Regions from separate parts of the Mus musculus genome. Here region 2 is linked to region 1. The links are chromatin contacts, called in public promoter capture Hi-C maps. All regions are on one chromosome and are shown on one strand. Each heading gives the region's core, a stretch centred on a gene start, on an enhancer-like site or on the middle of the called end of the contact. The rest is flanking DNA. Distances are from core to core; before and after follow the strand shown.

Region 1 (5,993 bases), core at 2,319-4,818:
TATTTGACCTTTTCCCCTTGAAGCTTTTAATAGTCTTTCTTCATTCTGGAGATTAATTGTTTTGATTATTATGTAGTGGGAGGACTTTCTTTTCTTGTTCTATATCAAGAACATTCAGTCCAAGGTTACCCACAAGAGATCTGCTGCACCAGAAACATCCACGGATGACCCAGCTATATCACTCCTGGGCATATACCCAAAACATGTACCACCATCCTACAAGGACACCTGCCCAGCAAATACTTGAATGGCTCTTGTGTTCCAGGAGTGAGGATGGCTGCACTGTAGAAGCAGAGCAAAACTGAATCTTAGCTTTCCTCCCTGCAGACTGTGGCATGGAGATAGCCAATCACAAAGAAGCACATCAGGACTGCTAGTGGAGCACCTACCTGCCTTAAGTAGGAGCCTGGGTTGGGGCACCAACTGGAGAAGCTGGAAGACTAAGACTGGGCAAGCAGAGGATGGTGGCACCCTTCCTATCACACTGGAGCTTCAAGGATGAGAGGAATTCATTTTTTATTTCAATCCTACTTGACAATTGATTTTGTAGATTAGAGACAGAGTTTCTAAAGACATGAAACAGGGAAGTGGCCAAGAGAGGCAGGTGCTCTGGCCCTGGCCTTGTGGTCCTCCTTCCCAGTGCCTGCCTCCCTCCATTCCAGCAAAGTGATCCTCACTCCTCCCTGATAAAAACCTAACCTACATCTGTACCAACACATTGTGTGTGAAAATCCTTTCAATCCCTTAGAGTGTCAGGAAAATCTCTCTGAAAACTGTCCTACATCTGGCTTTTTTCAGAAGAATGCTCTAGCCTCCTCCATTATAATCTATAACCTCTTCCACATTAACTTTCCTTCCTTTCATCCTCCTCCTCCTCCCCCCATCATCATCCTTCTCCAAGAAGCCAATGAGGCACTACGTAGCTAGCTTGATCACAAAAGGTAAGAACAATGTTTAAAGTGACACCTCATGATGTAAAAACAGTGACAAAATTCTAAGTCATACCACAGTGGGTGAACCAGAGCATCCATTATTTTGCTCCTGATCACAGAAAAGTCCTCCATCTAACTTTCCCAAACAGAGCCAGTATCCTCTTCCTCTGTGTGGAACTTATATCTAACTCTCCCTTTGGACAAGTCCTCCACATAATGTTCTGCAGACAGGGCCCGCATGCCTTTTGTGTTAGTTAGGGTTACTATTGCTATGATGAAATACCATGACCAAAAGCAAGTTGCGGTGGAAAGAGTTTTATTTGGTGTACACTTCCATATTGTCATAGTCAACTGAAGAAAGTCAGGACAGGAACTCAAGCAGAGCTTGAGGCAGAAACTGATGCAGAGGCCATTGAAGGGAGCTGCGTACTGGCTTGTTTGTCATGGCTTGCTTAGCCTACTTTCCTATAGAACCAGCCCAGAGATGATAGCACCCACAATAGACTGGACCCTCCCCCATCAAACACTAATAAAGAATATGCCCTACAGCTGGATCTTATTGGAGTCATTTTCTCAATTGAGGTTCCCTCCTTTCAATTGACTCTATCTTGTGTCAAGTTGACACAAAACTAGCCAGGACATCCCTTCTTCAGACAGACCCTCTATCTGTCTCTCAACAGGCTGTATTTTTATTCATTGCTTTTGTGTCTCTGTGGCAGAATGCCTGAGAGAAGCAAGTTATAGAAGAACACACTTGGTGCTGGAGAGATGGCTCAGAGGTTAAGAGCACTGACTGCTCTTCTGAAGGTCCTGAGTTCAAATCCCAGCAACCACATGGTGACTCACAACCATCTGTAATGGATCTGATGCCCTCTTCTGGTGTGTCTGAAGACAGCTACAGTGTACTCATGTACATTAAATAAATAAATAAAAAGATGAGAAGGGGGAAGAGGGAAAGGAGAAAAGGAAGAGTCATAAGAATAATAATGATGAAGATGACACTTATTTTTGGATCATTCAGATGGTCTCTGTCCATCATGAAAAGAAAGACCTGGAAGAGTGGTTCAGATGATGTCAACAGGAATATGTGTTATGGAATGTTCATGTGGCAACTGCAACTGCCCAGGCAGCAGAGACAAGGGCAATTCCAGTGCCCCCTGGCTTTCTCCTTTTCCCTTTCATTTCATCTGGACCCTGCCCATGAGATAATTAATGAAAGCACATCGGGGATGGGTATTTTTCTATCTGTTAACCAGCTAGATATGCCCCATGGACAAACTAAAAAGGAGCCTCGGTGTCTCAGGTTATTGTAAATCCAGTCAGACTGACAATGAAAGTAATCACAATAGCTTGCTTTCTGTGTTGTAACCCCCGAATTAGTGATACTAGAGAGATGTCAGTGTTGTGTACAGACAGTTTGCCTCTGCATTCCCTGCCCTCCCCCAGAAGCTCCCATCCTCCCTCTATCCTGGGGCAAGCACAATATGCAGACAACTGGTTTCTGTGCTGTGTCCTCCTGCAGCAGTCGGGGCTCCTTCCCCTTCCCCTGGCGTTAGAATGGTACTACCCATAAAACTCCCCTTAATGAAGACATTCTGAGGAGACATCCTCCTTTGTGTCTCCAAAAATCAACACTCCTGCTGATAAGCAGCAGAACTCCAGATGCCTGTCTTTGAGACCTTAGAGAAATAACAAGCTCAAGGGAGACCATGGAAAAAAGGTAAACAGAGGTCAGGTCACAGACAGTTACAACTGGCCATAAAATTAGTCCCTGAACAGACACCCATTAACACTCCCCCTTCCCGATACACTACCAATCCACCAAATGATTACAGCCCTCTAATCCCCTTTTCTGTAGGGATTCCTAAACTAAACTGTATATAAACCCAGTGTTTTCTGGACTCAGGGTCGTTTGCCAGCATTCACGTAGTGAGTGTGAGGCAGGAGAGCTGAGTTCAAACTTTAAACAATAAAAGACTCTTTCGAGTTGCAGTGGACTTTGCAATTCTTGAGCTCATCTGGATTTCCCGTGGACTCAGGGCACAACATTTGTAATTGTGATAAGCACTAAGGCCAAAAAGCAACTAAGGAAGAAAGGTTTATTTAGTTTAGACTTTCACATCAAGTCCACCTTTGAGGGAAATCAGGACAAGAACTCAAAGCAGGAACCTGGAGGTAAGAACTAAAGCAGAAAGTGGAGGAACAATGTTTGCTGAATCTCTCGGGCTCTGTTCAGCCACCATTTCTATGTGATGGCTAAAGAAACTCCATTTTTATGCCAGACATCCATCTTGGTACCCACTGTGAAACTATCTCAAAGGAAAAGGAAAAGGAAAAGGAAAAGGAAAAGGAAAAGGAAAAGAAAAAGAAAAAAAAAAAAAACCAAAAACACACAGAGAAACAGAATTGACTGCCTTCTCATGGGTACACACGCACGCAAGAAAATGCAAGGATGTGTGAAAATTTATGCTACAGCCATACCTAGGTTTTCTCAGTGCTTCCCAAAACAAAGTACAAGAGCTTCAGATTTTAAAGGACTCTACTAGTGTCTGTGACCTGGTACCCTCCTACCAGCAGAGGAAACCTCCCACCGTCCTTTTTAGTCCATTGAAGCGCGCTTCCGGAAGTCCCGCCCCTTCCGGAAGTGATGCCGCGGAACGTCCCGGAAGTTAACGGCGTCTATAGGCATGGGGCTTGTGAGTTGTGGTGTAGAGCAATGGCACATGCTCTCTTGAAACGTAGCGGCGTCCGCCGCGGTCTGGGCGGCAGGGAGGGTCCCCTGAAACGGCTGCGGCTGGCCGTGGAAGACTTCGTGCGGACTACCTCCGAGAGCGAAGCCTGCGAGAGCCGCAGCGCTGTGGCGCGCTCCCGGCCCGGCGGCCGAAAGAGCCGCAAGGAGCTTCGTAAGGAGAAGCGACACCTGAGGAAAGCGCGGCGCCTGCAGAGGACAGTAGGCTCCGGGTCAGGGGACCAAGGGGGGAATGTCGGCCTTAACGATGGCCCGGAGACTCGACGACCGCCCACTGAGGTGAGACCGACGCCCGCCAAGGCCACAGCAACCCCTGCCAAGGCCAGTGCCCCCTCCACTAACACCAAGGCCTCGGCGGCCCAGCCGAAGGCCAAGGCTAAAGGTGCTCCTGGAAAGCCTGGTCCCGCCACCGCCACCGCCCGGAAGCGGGCACTTCTAGCGGCCAACGAGGAGGAGGACCGAGAGATCCGAAAGCTGGAACGGTGCCTCGGCCTCCACAAGCGTAAGAAGAAGGGCGATGGTAGCTCGGTGCCGCTCAGCTTCGCGCGCGACGGTCTGGACTACATCCTGGGGGCCCTGGAATGTGGGAGCGGCGGCGGCCTGTACGAAAGCAGCGAGGAAGAGGAGGAAGAAAAGTTGGAGACTGGACAGACAGTCTTGGAGAGTGACCTAGAGAGCAATTCTAAAGAAAGTGAGGAGGACCCAGACTGGCAAGTGCTGCAGGAGGATCAGGAAGATGTAAACTCGAAAAGGAGAGGAGAAGCAGAAAGTGGGACTCGGGGAAATAAAGGGACTAAGAAAGTGCGTTTTGCAGAAGTTGTAGAAAAGAGCAGAAGCTCTTCGGAAGATGACATAGAACAGCAGGTATGTCACGAACAGCCTGTAGGCCCTCTGGGCTGTCATTCCAAACGGAGTGAGGGGCAGAGTACAGAACAGTATTTGCACTAACACAGTAGCAGCCACAGCCTGCTGAGGGACAGGCTGACCCAGGCCATTCTAGGCAATCATAGAGCTTCACTTCGTTAAATAGCAGTACCCTGCTCCAAGTTCTCATGGGGTTAGTGTTTGGAGTAAGTAACAACAACAACAACAAAAGATACCGGATTTTCCACTGTACATTTTTGTTTACAATTTTATTCCTGTTTTCAAGGAGAGTCACTCTGTTGAAAGTGGTGAAAAGTACATCCCTCCTCGGCTGAGGAACGAGGAGGTAATAGATGTCCACAAGAAAGAAGAGCTAGACAGGCTCAAGAAACATGTTAAAGGCCTAATTAACAGGTAACCTTACAGAAATATGACACACTATCACTTAGTTGTAGAAACTATCTGAAAAGCCAATGATGGAGGCTAGGACTATACAGTGTTTTGGATCCTTGTTCTTGGTTGACATAACGGGACTTAAATTTGAACAGGTAGGATGCTCAACTGTTTGATATTGCCCTTTCCGTGTTTGAAAACAACCCACAGGGTCATTCTGAGAAGCAGAAAGGAACAGGACATGACTCTGTCCTAGGAGCGGCCTGGCCGAAGTCTGCAGGTCTAGCCTGCAGAAGTGAACTCATCTAGTGGTAAGCAGGGTCTTCAGCCCTTGAGGCACCGTCTGTTTTTAATTGTCCATTTTAAGAATAAAGCATCAGAAGGTTCATTGGAAGCCACATGGGTGGGAATTTGTCACTTACCTTCCCTTGTTGGCTCTCTAATCTTAACAAATAAATTGGAATCACTTGTCTAAAACCTTCTCCACTTGTTTTGTGTCCCTCACTCAGCCTCATTCAGGGCCTCTTCCAAGCCCCAAAGATGACCACTGTCCTGGCCTCTAGCACCTAACCCAATTTTGTCACATTTCAACTATGTATTGTTCTTTTGTGGCTTAACTTGTTATTGTAGATCACTGGGAATTACAAAGACAGAGTAGGGAGGTCCTTAGAGGGATCACTTCCAGGCTAGATTACAGTTAAAAACAGAGACAGCTAGTGGTGTGGCTAAGTTGGTAGAGTATTCATCTAACATGAACAAAGCCTGAAGCCCTCCCTTGCTTGCCAGACCACATAAACTAGAGGTGGTGGTACGTGCCTGTAATCCCAGGACTCAGAAGGAAGAGAGAGACTGAGACCGATTCTGTGCAGTTTTGTTGTTTGAAGATTTAGGTGACTGCTACTGATATCAAGATGCATGAGCTGGGCGTGGTGGCGCACACCTTTAATCCCAGCACTTGGGAGGCGGAGGCAGACGGATTTCTGAGTTCAAGGCCAGCCTGGTCTACAGAGTGAGTTCCAGGACAGCCAGGGCTATACAGAGAAACCCTGTCTTGA
Region 2 (5,830 bases), core at 3,228-5,727, 200 kb after region 1:
ATGGTAGTAGTTCTAGGTTTTGAGGTGTGGTGACCTGTGACTACCAGTAGAAGCTGCTGATGTATGAAGAAAGGTTAGGGACTCCTAAGAACCCTTCCTTCCAGGCATGTACATTGTCCAAGGAACTCTGAGTAACACTGAAAATAGCTGCATGGCCTGGCCTCATATAGTAACTCTACAAGTTCACAGTGGTACTAAAGAGAAAAAGAACTTTATTCATCAATTTTATAGAATATGAAGGAATATGTCATTTTGAAACTTTTCTTGAAAGAAGCAGTAAACATTTGGCATGCCTCTCTAAGGCTATCTAGACAGTAGTGATATCTTCCTGTTTATGCATTTCTTCCACATAATGGGTGTCATATTTTGTGATCTCAGGGAAGGGTGTAACATTTCACCATACACATTGAGCCTGCAAGTAATGGGTACATTCCAGACCATAAACAAAAGCTTGTACCTTCGTTGAAAAAAAAAAATTACAAAGACCAAAACTAAAGGATTAGAAAAATTTACAGATTAAAGAAAAACTTAAGAGATATAATTGTTATTTTTTTAATGTGATATGCTTTGTTTCATAATTATATCATTGTTATTTTACTGTACCCTGACTATAATTCCCTTTAAAGTATTCAAGGTTAAATTATGAGGACATGTGAGGCAGCCTGGACTGGACAGGAATAGACAGCCAGCTCCTTAGGTGCTGAAACAAAAGAAAGTGCTGACAGCAGTTGGTTCCCATAGGTTACCCAGCTCTATGTACCTGCATCTAGACATGTGTGGCGATTCCGGAGGATGGGCAGGATTGGCCCACTGCAGTCCACCCTGGAGGGTGAGTCCTCAGTTTGCACTTCTTTTCACCAGGATGAATACTCGTAGCATTCACTCCTTTTACTGTTAGCTCTGTGATTTTTGCTGAGCACCACATAGAGTATCTTCATCATTATTTTCAGTAAAAATCAGCTTGTGTAACCCTTATAGACAGGTAGAAAAATGATTGCTATCTCACATTTTCTGAAAGGTGGGGCTGTTAGGCAAGCAGCAGGAGATAGCCTGGGGTTCTCTGGATCATAGCTGTTTCTTTGCTCACTCTGCAGAATTCCTACGAGTAGTTATGCCTTATGAAGAACATTTGGTTATTTTGTTAGTCTTTGGTGAATATTAATGTAGTTACTATTATTATCAGTATGCAAGTATGTGTGTGAACATAAATAATGGAAGAACCCTAAGTCACTACAGCCATGTACTTACTTTTATAAAAAGGAAAAAAACAAAACAAAACTGCAGAACTGTTTTCTGAAGTAGCTGTACCACCTTCCATTCAGACCAGAGATACATGTTTTATACACTGGTACTTTGTATCTTAGCCACTACTTAGAATTGTCATGTTTTGTTTTCTTTGGTTGGTTTTTGCTTCTTTGGCACCAGGTCTATGTCTCACTATGTAGCCTTAGCTGGTATAGAGATCTGTCTGCCTGTCTCTGCCTTACAAGTACTGGAATTAAAGTGAGGGACCAAATATTTTGGGTTCAGACTCTGTCTTAGAGAATCTGACCTAAGTTTGAACTCAAGTAAACTAACAGTTTGGTACCTAGCACCAGTCTCCAGGTTACAAGCCCGCCACTGCCTAACAACCACCAATCTGGAGGAAAGTAGAAGTTAAGTTTGGCTCCCAACACCAGCCATTTATGCTAAAGTCCACAGTAGCCCCTCGGCTCCCCCTTCCCCCAATTAGATACTTTTCAGGCTAGAAACACTCAACTTTCACTTGTCATTTTGTATAAAATCTTGTCCTGATGAGCATTCAGGGCTTTTCTCCACTGGAACCATCATGTGGGTTAACAGTGAGTTAAGCCCAAGCTTAAGCTTATAAATAAAGACCCTTATGTGATTGTATTGAATCGGCTTCTGATTGGTCCTATGTGATCACAACCATTTCCTGGTACTACAGAAGGTGTGCTCCACGATGCCCTTATGGGATTGTCATTTTCAAAAGATTATCTTCTGGAAATGACATAGTTATTGCAGTAATGAGTAGTAGCTATGGTTGCCTAGGCCTTCAGCATACTGGCATGGGTGAGGGAGGAAGTTCATAGACTTCAAAACTCCTTAGCAGTTAACACTTGGTGAGGAAGTAGGAGGTCATTTTCTTCAGTAACATGGCCCCTGATTGGCTGCCCATGCTCCAGTAAATAACTTTTTTCCCATGTTCCTATAAGAAACTCTGGTTGAAGGGCTAGAGAGATGGCTCAGTGGTTAAGAGCACTGACTGTTCTTTCAAAGGTCTGAGTTCAAATCCCAGCAACCACATGGTGCCTCACAACCATCTGTAATGGGATCTGATGCCCTCTTCTGGTGTATCTGAAGACAGCTACAGTGCACTCACAAATAAAATAAATAAATCAGAAAGAGAGAGAGAGAAACACAAAACTCAGTAGATCACAGGAGAAAATTGCAACATGAAAGTTAAAAGGAAGACCAGCTGTGAGGAGAGTAATGAGCTAGAGTGAGAGGAGGATAGGGGGATAATGGGTCATGAATACATGTGTGAACTAGTCAAAACTTTATTAAAATTTTAACCATTCAGGGCTACACAGAGAAACCCTGTCTGGGGGGATGAGGGAAAATTAACCACTTAAAAAGGTACATGCCCGGTGTGGTGGCTCATGCCTTTAATCCCAGCACTTGGGAGGCAGAGGCAGGCGGATTTCTGAGTTCGAGGCCAGCCTGGTCTACAGAGTGAGTTCCAGGACAGCCAGGGCTACACAGAGAAACCCTGTCTCGAAAAACCAAAAAATAAATAAATAAAAATAAATAAATAAAAAGGTCCATGGCAGACTGTAGCACGGTGATAAAGCACTTGCTTAACCTTGCCCATGCCCTGTGGTTCATCCCTAGCTCCACTGACTAATGGTATTGTCTTGCTTGTTTTGTTTTAATTGTTGCATCTGGAGAATTTTTAACATGCTATGGGTATGGTTTCTGTATCTGTTATAAAATTTGCCACTCTGGCTTGCCCTTTTTTTGGAGACAGGGTCTCTCTACGCAGTTCAGACCATTCTGGAACTCACTCTGTAGTCAAGGCTGACCTCCAACTCACAGAGATTCACCTGCCTCCACCTCCCAAGTGCTGTGATTAAAGGTGTGTGTCAACACTGCCCAGCTATAAAGGAATCTTAAACTGTTAAGAATTAACCAGATTTTCTCTTTTCATTCAAATGTGTTTAAAGGGTTAATTGTGATTCATTGTGCCAGGCTTTTTTCTCACTGTTGGGAAAGAATAGGTCCTAAGTTTATTAGTAAAGTACCAGTATAGGCCCAATAGTTATACAGCCTTTTCTTAGGCAACTTTTGACTTGCTCCCATACCTACCCCTGAGGAAAAAGCAGAGTGAGCTTACACCTGAAGACTGTCGACCTTACCCACCCTGCATTTGTATCGCTCACCTGGCTAGAATGATGTCAGATTTAAGATTGGGCCCAGAGGATGTGTTCATGGAAATAGAAATAGAATCACTAAGTTATTTCAAATCCTTAAAATGACTTTATAAATCCTGATTTTAGTAGCTGGCAATGAATGGGAAGGAAAATACAGGTGGACTAATAAGTTTTAACATGTGTCGCAGTGGGTCTGGAGTCCTTACCCCTGTCTGTGTCTGAGGAACGACAGCTTGCCATCCTGACAGAACTGCCTTTTGTGGTTCCATTTGAGGAGCGAGTGAAGGTATGCCATTCAGACCCTGTCATGCTAGCTTAACACAGTTAAAAAGTTAACACACCACTTTTTAAAATCTTGCATTTCATCCTTAAAATCCAGTCAGATACTTCTCTGTATTCATGCTTTCCCTTGTAGCTAAGCAGCCTGTTAGACTAGAGATTTCTAATAGTGGGACCTAATCAATGTTGTTTAAACTGTCAAAGTTTGCATTGTTACTAAAAATGCCAGTTTTTTTAAAGATTATTTTGTATACATTCATTAAAAAATTGGTATGACCATCACTGCTTTGAAAAATGAGTAGATATCTTAGTTCCTTGCCAGATGATCTTGAAAAAATGTTTAAAAGTTTGCATATATTTGTTTGCAGTTTAATTTGGACTATTCTGTTTATACTAGAAATTTTCTAGAAATTGCTAGGTTCTTCTCTTAGGTACTGACCAAAATATTTTTCAGACCTTCATTCTTTGTTCAGGGCAAACAAAACAAACAAACAAACCAAAAAATGGTCTGACTGACCTAGAGGCTCTAGGTCAGTGGTTCTCAACCTTCCTAATGCTGGGACCCTTTAATATAGTTCCTCATATTGTGGAGACACCCCCCCCCCAAAAAAAACAGTTATTTGTAATTTTGTTACTATGTTGTTGCTATTAAGAATTGTAATGTAAGTATTTTTGTAGAGGTTTGCCAAAGAGATCACCACCCACAGTTTGAGAACTGCTGTTCTAGATGTTCATAAAAATATCAACCCCCTGCAGGATGTGGTGACACATTGCCTTTATCTCCCACTTGGAGAGACAGAAGCAGGTGGAGTTCTGTGAGTTCAGAGGCTAGCCTAATGTTGGGAGCTGTTTGCCTGTTTCTAAAAGCAGAGTAAAAGTTTGCCTGCTTCTCTGAAGCAGAAAGAGAAAAAAAAAGTCTGCCTGCCAGGGCCTGTTGAAAAATGTGCTGGCCTGCTGAGGCATCAAGGCAAGGGGCTGAAGCTTCTGTTAACCTTGGTGGAAGGAACAGGGAGGTCTGTGGATGGGGACAGATGTCCTATGTATATTTCAGCAATTGTTTCTGTTAGCTTGTGGCTTTGCTTCCCATGGTACCGTGAAGTATACAAAGGCTAAGAAAAGTAAACTTGAGGCAGCTGGCTGCTGCTACTGTGGTATTGACCAGCAGTCCTCCCAAATCTAACTCCTGGCTTTACATCTTTTTCCTGCCTTTCTATGTTTTCCTATCTTTCCTATCTTTGTTCTCCCCCTCAGAGACTGTTCTACTAGTGCTGGCAGGCCCAGCACAGCCAGTGATGTTACACAGAGAAACTCTGTCTTGGAGTAAAAACAAACCAAATAAGCCAATGCCAAAACACCATAGTGCCCACCTCCTGAGCTCCATCTACTGGTATTTCAACATTATAGACATGTGAATTTTATTCTTGGAGGAAGCTTCACTTCCCTCCTAAATAGTATTTTGGGCAGTGTGTTTGTGTGTGTACATGAGTATTCTAGAGTTTGTGCAGAAGCCAGAGAACAACTTTGAGAAGTCCATTCTCTCCTCTCATGTAGGTCCCAGACTGAGCTCGGGCAGAAAGGGCCGTACATCTCAATAACCTCAACTTACCTAGGTTTTAAGAAATACTTAATAAATGAACACGTACTATGACATGGGTCTTTCAAAGCTTACTGTAAACAGGGGAAACAACTTTAGAAATACTTTTAAATACTCTTCTCTTGAAAAAGTTAATATCTGCTACCTTGTATATAAAAACTGACACCAGAATTTATAGAAATATAAAGTTAAAACGTATTTAGCAGTTTTGTTTAGATTGTTTATACTTAGACCAGAAAGTCTTTTTGTCTCTAATAACCTGACTGACTGACTTTCTTTCTTTCTTTCTTTCTTTCTTTCTTTCTTTCTTTCTTTCTCTCAGATCTTTCAAAGGTTGATTTATGCTGATAAGCAAGAAGTTCAAGGCGATGGTCCATTTCTGGATGGAATCAATGTTACTATAAGGAGAAATTATATTTATGAAGATGCTTATGACAAACTTTCTCCAGAAAATGGTAAATATTTTTTTTTCCTCTGTTGCCTGCATATGTTAGCAGGAACTTGAGAATTACTGTAGAAAAAT

Evidence for each region. Promoter capture Hi-C pulls out the DNA fragments that hold promoters and counts their contacts.
Region 2: a contact with region 1 is called in a promoter capture Hi-C map of the HPC-7 cell line, with 3 times the contacts expected there. The contact joins the enhancer-like site here to the promoter of Nom1 in region 1. A contact is called at or near these places in 10 of 39 promoter capture datasets (the 3T3-L1 cell line, 3T3-L1-derived adipocytes, the C10 cell line and 7 more), 3 of 484 Hi-C or Micro-C datasets (bone marrow-derived macrophages, cerebellum and erythroid progenitors), 6 of 115 datasets of contacts at active chromatin or transcription factors (the 230-238 cell line, bone marrow-derived macrophages, cardiomyocytes and 3 more) and 3 of 9 other capture datasets (adipose tissue, liver and pancreatic islet).

The regions. Positions count from the first base shown.
Region 1 is chr5:29,431,099-29,437,091 of GRCm38.p6, forward strand. Nom1 (nucleolar protein with MIF4G domain 1) reads left to right here and starts at 3,569. Exons shown (of 11, transcript NM_001033457.2): 1 at 3,569-4,545; 2 at 4,832-4,959. The coding sequence starts at 3,580.
Region 2 is chr5:29,632,009-29,637,838 of GRCm38.p6, forward strand. It overlaps Ube3c (ubiquitin protein ligase E3C), which reads left to right. Exons shown (of 23, transcript NM_133907.3): 15 at 742-829; 16 at 3,623-3,720; 17 at 5,630-5,762. Among named protein-coding and RNA genes, the nearest start is that of Gm42245, 65 kb to the right of the region's middle. Within about 2 kb of position 4,478, at least 14 of the 459 cell types and tissues checked have an H3K27ac peak or open chromatin away from gene starts, as enhancers often do. A contact at or near this core is called in erythroid progenitors, where this site is marked.